Linked DNA regions of Danio rerio: all the other regions are linked to region 1. A link is a contact called in public HiCAR-type and Micro-C data. All regions are on one chromosome and are shown on one strand. The core of a region is the stretch at or near the end of the contact, and the rest is flanking DNA. Distances in the headings are between cores, read along the strand shown. Region 1 holds the start of mapkbp1 (mitogen-activated protein kinase binding protein 1). Region 2 holds the start of LOC110438057. Region 3 holds the start of jmjd7 (jumonji domain containing 7).

Region 1 (2,600 bases), core at 68-2,567:
GTTTGTTTGTTTAATTGCGGAGCTACAAAAAAACTAAATTAAATGTTTCAATTAAATGTGAATTGATCAGATATTTTAGAGGGTAATGAATCCCTATATATATAATTTAACTCTAGTGTGTCATAAATGGGCCCACACAGAATCTGCACGCTTAGAAATCTGCAGATTTCCACAGATTTTTAGCCCATATTGAGTCTATACATTTACTTGTGTGTAAATGTATATTTATTTAGTTTTTAAATTAATTTTAGTAATATTATTGACTAATATGAAAATGCTTATATGATTTATTTAGAATTCAGTTTGTAAAGTAATATTGTCTGTTTTTTAGTCGATTTTATTTTAGATACTTGCTTTGTTTAGCTTTGTTAGGTGGATCTAATAGGATTCACATTGTTAACATTAAGTAAATATTTAAAAAGGTAGCCTATTATTTTTACTTCATATAAGTTTCAGTTATGTTACTTTAAAATCATTCAGTATAAATTTGTAGATTTATTTTTACAAAATCACGTGCAGAAATGTCAAAAAATATCAACAGATTCTGTCTGGCCCTGGTCATAAATGAGATTGTTTATGGTTTTATTGTATTTATTCATTATAAACTGTAAAACATATATAATTAAGCATTGGTACAAGTAAATTCTTTTTTCTGTATATTTTTAATATGATTAAATTAGGAAGTTACCATGGAAACTTTAATGTAACATAGTTTGGTATATTTAGGTCCAGCACTTTCAATCAAGTTTTTTTTTTTTTTTTTTTTTTTTTTTTGGCCATTCGTTAGAAAAAGTTTGGGCACCCCTGCTTTAAACTATAAACCAGGTACCAGGATCCAAAACGCAAAGCTGGATGTTCCTATTCGGGGAAAAAAGTCAAAACTAATTTAAAGTTTTCAGTTTCCTACTCTCTAACCTGTTGTTCGAACATCAAAATAAACAGTTTGCCTAAAGTAAACGAATTGTCTACACCTTAGAGCAACACTGCAGTATCACACAACCGCCCATATGTGCAGTATAATCCGACAAGTAGTCATGCGTGCTGTGTACTTAAAGTATACTATGGCTAAGGCATATTTTAATATTAATTAGGTCAATCTCGCTACTTTACAGGGGCACCAAGTGACGCCATTTATTAACATTAGCAAGTAAAGCGGTCCCCCAAATCAGGATTATTTATTGGTCAGCTGCGCAGCACCCGCCTCCCTACGTCATATTTTCAGCCAATCAGAATAGCCGAAAAGGCAATTTTATCGTTGTTGAGGTAATATTCATGAGCGTGCTCTTTACAGTAGTAGGATTTGTAAATACACAGACCGTACCGGTGAAGGTATCACGACTGTGGGTGATTTGCGGAGCTCAGACCGGCTCACCGTCAAACTGCTGACTCGAAACACTAAACATGGTCCGTTTTAACGAATGGACGTCCGTGGGAAGCGCGTCTCACTCAGACAGGAACACCGCACGGGATTTAAAGCGTTTATAGAGGGGATTCGCGATGACGGTTCCGGTGAATGGGTTTTAGTATGCGAATTAAATGGCTGTGATCAGATCATGGCTTGCTTTAAACGCGTATCGTGTGATTGATTACCGACTGTGATTGTAGAGCGAAGGGCTTTCGGCTGACCCGCCGTTTGTTTGCTGGAAACACTGATTCAACAGCACAGCGAATCAAGATGACAGTGGAAAATACAACTATCAAAAGTCGGATTAAAAATCTGCTACGGTCACCTTCCATCAAATTGAGAAGAAGTAAAGCTGGCAACAACAAAGAGAATCTCAGTAATAAGGTACAGTGCATTTACTGTATGAATCTCTCTGTCTCCACTCTGCAGTATATGTATAGGTTATGTGTTATAATGCATAGCTGTGATTTTCTGCAGTTTAATGTAAGGTGATGTTGAACTGGCATTAATATGTCAGATTCCATCCAAAGGTTTGTTATGTAAACTCTATAAAGGCATACTGTAGATCTGTCATTACAATGCAACAGCGTGAAGGCTGTAAAATGCACTGACCTATATTTGCCACATGTCTCACATCATTTCGAGCTTTGGTAAACGGCATGTCTGGAGAATACACTGCATTATGCATGATTCATTTACAGTGTATTGCATTAATTTAAATTTTAGGCATAGAGAGTGTTGATGTTACTATATAATGCATACATATGCACGAGGATGTATAAAAAACAATCAAATTTCTTTGTTAATAATAAATAAATATATAATAAATAGTGTAATATAATTTTTGGGTTCTTTTTTAAGCCACCAACATATAATATAAAGCAAAAGAATTCAAGTAAAGTGCATTTCGAAAAAAATATAATGCATGCTTATAGCTCAGAAATGTGTTGCTGTTTATAATCTAAAATAATTGAATATATTTTTGGATGCCTTTTCAGTTTTGAGCATAAGATTTTAGTTCATTCGACATGCAGTATATTGTAGTTTAAACATTTCAAGCAATGGGAAAGTGCATGTTATAAAAATATGTTACACTATATGCTAGAATAATCAAAGGAACTATGTTCAGCAAATATAAGTACACCCCTCACAAATCTATCTTTTAAATTAATATTTTTAATAGGAAGCTTTAGAC
Region 2 (2,600 bases), core at 52-2,551, 220 kb after region 1:
TAATTGAGGTCACTTCTATTAGATTTCTGCCAGGGCGTCTCTGACAGACTGTTTCCATGATTAAAAATGTACAACTGCCTTGACTTCAGTTTACAATGCTGTTATTTTATTTATATTAGGCGCTGGCAGTAAAAGTGTACAACACAGATCTCACAGTGGATTGTAATTCCATGCCCAGCGCTCAGTGTTTACATCTGTTGTTGTTTCTTTAATCATTGGATCATTAAGGCGATCTACATTCACACTGTATTTTATTTCAGGTCTAATTTTACATTAATAACACACTGTTCTTAATTGGCCACTATCACATGTCCCGCTAATACAATCATCATCAACATTACCATCATACATTTTCTGATGTGTCTAATGTATAGAACTTTATGACAACCCAAACCTTCCGGGATACTAACAGGCCCACCGAAAGCTAACTACAGCACTTATTTGCATGCAATTTATATAAAAAAGGAACATTGTTAGTAATGAACACTCTCATAAAATGCTACAGTCAGGTTCAAGAAGTAAAAAGCCCATTCATTTTCACTGTATGGGTACTGCTTTTAATAACTGATACATTTTAAAGACAGATATGCTTTTGTCAAACCAACCTTTTTGCGAGAATTTAACTTATTTTTAAAAATATTGATGTTAATTGCAGCCTTCATGCAGTCTCTCTAAGCTCTCAAAATATGTAAAACCAATTTGTTTCAATAAACATGGATTATATTGTTTTTAGACATAACAAACAACTCTACATGAAAACGTACATGAGTTATTTATTTAACCCAGTAGTTGAGTTAAAATATTTGGTGCTTTGTTGGGTTATCTTTAACCTTTTTTGAGTTATTTAGTATACTGTTGTGGTATATTTCTCATGTTCATAATTCTATTTTGACATTTGCAATGCTTCATGGGATTTGTAGTTCTTTTTTCCCTCATCATTAAAGCTTTTAAAGGAATTGTGTAAACAGGTTTCTTTCTTTTGTTGAACACAAAGGAAGATATACTGAAGAATATAGAAAAAACAGCCATTGACTTCCATGGTAGGGTTTGTGTCTACTATGGATGTCAATGGTTTATATATATATATATATATATATATATATATATATATATATATATATATATATATATATATATATATATATATATATATATATATATATATATATATATATATATATATATATATATATATATATATCTGTATAGTCTGTTTGATATTACGGAAAGAGAAGAGCATGAACAGACATTGACCTAAATAAACATGAAGCAAGTCTAACAGATTACAGGTTATAACTACACTGTTTTTAACTTTTCTATTCAAACTTATATTAATCAAACTGACTAAAATATTAAGTTAAACTTTGAAAAACTGAAAAAAAAGTAGTTGGAACATGATTAACTTATTTAAATAAGTTAAAGTAACATAAAAAAAATTGTAGTCATGATTTTTTTGTAAAGTGCTCTCATTTTAGCATAAGGGTTTTAGGCAAACATAATTTTGTTGTCTAATATGATGACATTCAAATATTTAGTATATAAGTGCTTGTGTTTCCTAAAAAATTGTAATATTTTGAACTTTTGAGTCACAATATACAGCTATAAAAATAAAATTACATAAAATTGCTGCTGATTTAAGTAAAATTAGCTGAAGCAACTCAATTCTTGAGATTATTTGGAGATAACTCAATTTGTTCAATCCACTTAAATTTGTTACATTAACTTAGTCGATTGGTGTTGGGATAGCATGAATAAATTATGTGGAACCCTGCATTTGGGAATTCGAGATTCTCCATTTCTCTGGGTTTATTAGTTATGGGTTTGGGGAAGCTGTTATTAGTTTTATTCTATAAAGGACTGATACAATATCTTCCAAATTTCAAATGAAAACATTGTCATTTAGAGCATTTTTAAGTTGGTCAAAATAACAAAAGTTTTTATTTGATGTGCTATATGTGCCCAAAGCTATTGATTTCTTAGCTTTAAATAAACTAAACTTTAAATAAACACGTCTAAAACTTACTTCTACTTACATTTTAAATTGATTTATGCTAAAATGGCTACATATTTATATTAAATTGGGAAGAAATTTGATCAGAACTGTGTAGAATGAAACAAAAACTTGTTTTACTCAAACTGAGATTTTTTTTTTCATGTCTGTACATCAGAATTTATAAAATAGACTTAGCAGTCAAAGCAAGACAAAGCCATACACATTTGCTTGGATATTTCCTTACAAAATGTCACATTTTGCAAGAATATTTTAGAGATTTATAACAAAATGTGCAGTAAATCATAGAATTAAAGTTTATCCACTGCTTCTTTGCTGAATTTAATTACTCATAATGTCATTAGAAATTGATAACCAAAAAAAAAAAAAACAACAGTACGAAAATAAAGACACTGTTGGTTCACCTTGATAATTTGGACCTCATTAAAAATGAATATATAAAATAAGGGACGTATACATTCATATTTATGTATATGTATAATGTTTATCCTTACAAGTCACAAAAAGTGAGTCATTTTCTTCTTTTACCATTAATAACAACACAGAAAGCAGCATGTGTATGAGGCTGCTGCAATTTATTTGCCCAATA
Region 3 (2,600 bases), core at 56-2,555, 150 kb after region 1:
CTTCATTCCTTCCTTCCTTCCATCCTACCTACCAACCTACCTATCTATCTATATAAGTTTATTAAAGCATTATATTTTAATATATTTAGTTTTAGTTCATTTAGTAATATATTTAACGATTACAAACTTTTATTCAGACTATGTAAATGTTTTGTTTTATCTAAATTATCTAACTTTTATAAACAACTTTTGCAATTATTCTGCAATAAATATAAATTACTGATTATTTTAGTCTTCCGAGATAGCTTTTATTACTCTTGAGATAAAGTATTTTTACACATTTATGTGAGATTTAGCCATTACTTTTATTATACATTTTCTGGCAACATATATTTCGGTCTACACAGTGTACATTATATACATATTATCTATGTAGATCAGAGGTCTCAAACTCAATTCCTGGAGGGCCGCAGCTCTACACAGTTTTGCCCCAACCCTGATCAAACACAGCTTTTAAACAGCCCGATTATTTGGATCAGCTGTGTTTGATCGGGTTTGGAGCAAAACTGTGCAGAGCTGCAGTCCTCCAGGAATTGAGTTTGAGACCTATGATATAGATATTATGTCTGTCTGTTTATTCTAAAATACAATTTTAAGATTTTATTGTATTTTATAAAATGCTTGTGTAAAGTCTTCATCTAGATTTTAACATTGTGGAGATTTTACGATTATTTATTTAAGTTAATAGCTTGATTTTATTTTCCATCTTCCAAATATATATATATATATATATATATATATATATATATATATATATATATATATATATATATATATATATATATACATACAGTTTTAAACATTTGGATATGTTGTAATTTTTATTAGCTTTTAAATGTTTATATAGTTTTTATTAATGTAAATTATATTTAGTTTTAGCTATTCGTCAGGAAATAATTTTAATTGTTATTACAATTAATATATGATAATAAGGCAGACATTTAATTGTAAAATTCAACCAGTTGTTCAATGTTTCTGTATTTGACATAATTTGGTGCGTTAATTCAGTGTAACTTTTTTATTTCAATGTAAATTATATGTCATTCAGTCTGTACGTTTGATTATGTATTATATAAGTAAAAAAATGTGAAAACTCACCCCGAGCCTCTTTAGGAAAATCTCTCAAGCATTCTTTAACTTCATCCATATCCTTATCCACATGTTTCTATATATCAGTATCTGTTGATTTATCACAAGCCTCCGTCAGCTCAAAATACTCATACAGTACTTTATTCTATTCATGCCAAACTATTAAACACAGCGAAAAACCAAACACTGAACTAATAATGAGAATAACTGAGAATTCAAGCACTTCTCACACATGCTCGACTGTTTTGATGTTAATGACAGTTGTTTTCCGCTCATGCGCACAAGTGACCATACGCTTACAATGTATTATCTGTCTCCCTCTGCAGGCCGGAGACCGCATTGCAGAAGAATATTTTTATGTTCTAGGTAAAGTTGTGTTGGATTTGTTAGCGCGAAAAAAATAACCAATTAGTATTTTTGTTGTTCTATTAAAATATATAATTCCTTGAGCATATTAGACGTACAAAGCTATGTTTTGATGGCATGATTTGTCACGCCTCTGTGGGCAGCTTCACACTTGATGCCAATTAGATTAACGTTAGCACTCATCCACAGGTACAGCACTGCTACTACTGAGACTGGAGACTTTTTAATTTAACGTTACTTTTAATTTATTTGGTCGTTTACTGTAAATTAGTTGGCTTTCAATGGACTGCAATGAACATGGATGAGGAGGCATCCCTCGAAAGTTACTTTGACCAGACTATTGCTGTAAGTAACGTCAAATGAAATGCTAAAAGTCTTGTGTTGGAGTCTTTGTTATGTTAGCTTAAAACATAATGACCGATATACTATTATTATTTATTAACAGATGGTATTTTTGTAAATAATGTTTTCAGTTTAGGAAAATTTTTGTAATTTTGTTCTCATTTAAATTATCATATGTATATGTAGTTTTTATTCATATATACAGTTTAGTTTTTGTTATTTTAGCACCTCAAGAATTTTTTGTGTGTGTGAAAACTGTCTGAAAATATGCTTAATGTTTTATTTTAATTTACTTTAATTCACAAAAATTTTATTATATATACACACAACTATAATGCACTCATGTATTTATGATGCACATATCATTGTAACACAAATCAAGTCTATTAAATTATACAGTAAGCATTTAAGAAGATCTACAGAAAAATAAATGCAATAATAAGTTATTGTGAGACATTAATACAAAAAGTCTTTTACAAAATCTATTTAAAACATTAATTAATGTCCAGCATCAAAAGAAATTTCAGTATTGCTGTAAAATGCCTATTAAATACTAGTTTCATATATTAAAATTTATTCATACTAGTCATGTATGTTTCTCTTATTTATTAGTAAGATTTGTCCTTATACCAATACATGTTTTGTTAAAGCAAATTTTCTGAAGCGTCGTGAAATACACTTATTTGATTATTTCGAGTTGCAGTAAAGCAGACATTTAATTGTAAAATTTGTTCAGTGTTACTGTGCTTGTTGAGTAATATATTTGGTGTGTATATTCCATGTATTTTTTCTATTTTTATGTA

What was found. Hi-C and Micro-C count contacts between places; a contact is called where the count stands out from the background. HiCAR-type assays count read pairs that join an accessible place to other places.
Region 2: a contact with region 1 is called in a HiCAR-type map of caudal fin, with 4 times the contacts expected there. The contact joins the promoter of LOC110438057 here to the promoter of mapkbp1 in region 1. A contact is called at or near these places in 1 of 18 Hi-C or Micro-C datasets (caudal fin) and 2 of 4 datasets of contacts at active chromatin or transcription factors (caudal fin and embryo).
Region 3: a Micro-C map of caudal fin shows a contact between it and region 1, with 3 times the contacts expected there. The contact joins the promoter of jmjd7 here to the promoter of mapkbp1 in region 1. A contact is called at or near these places in 3 of 18 Hi-C or Micro-C datasets (caudal fin, hematopoietic stem cells and an unstated tissue) and 3 of 4 datasets of contacts at active chromatin or transcription factors (caudal fin, embryo and gastrula embryo).

Annotation. Positions count from the first base shown.
Region 1 is chr17:11,785,248-11,787,847 of GRCz12tu, forward strand. mapkbp1 (mitogen-activated protein kinase binding protein 1) reads left to right here and starts at 1,318. Exons shown (of 29, transcript XM_073928203.1): 1 at 1,318-1,789. The coding sequence starts at 1,676.
Region 2 is chr17:12,008,498-12,011,097 of GRCz12tu, forward strand. LOC110438057 reads left to right here and starts at 1,302. Exons shown (of 8, transcript XM_073928205.1): 1 at 1,302-2,600.
Region 3 is chr17:11,930,264-11,932,863 of GRCz12tu, forward strand. jmjd7 (jumonji domain containing 7) reads right to left here and starts at 1,306. Exons shown (of 8, transcript NM_001017615.1): 1 at 1,099-1,306. The coding sequence starts at 1,147. tbpl2 (TATA box binding protein like 2) reads left to right here and starts at 1,431. Exons shown (of 7, transcript NM_214796.1): 1 at 1,431-1,800. The coding sequence starts at 1,747.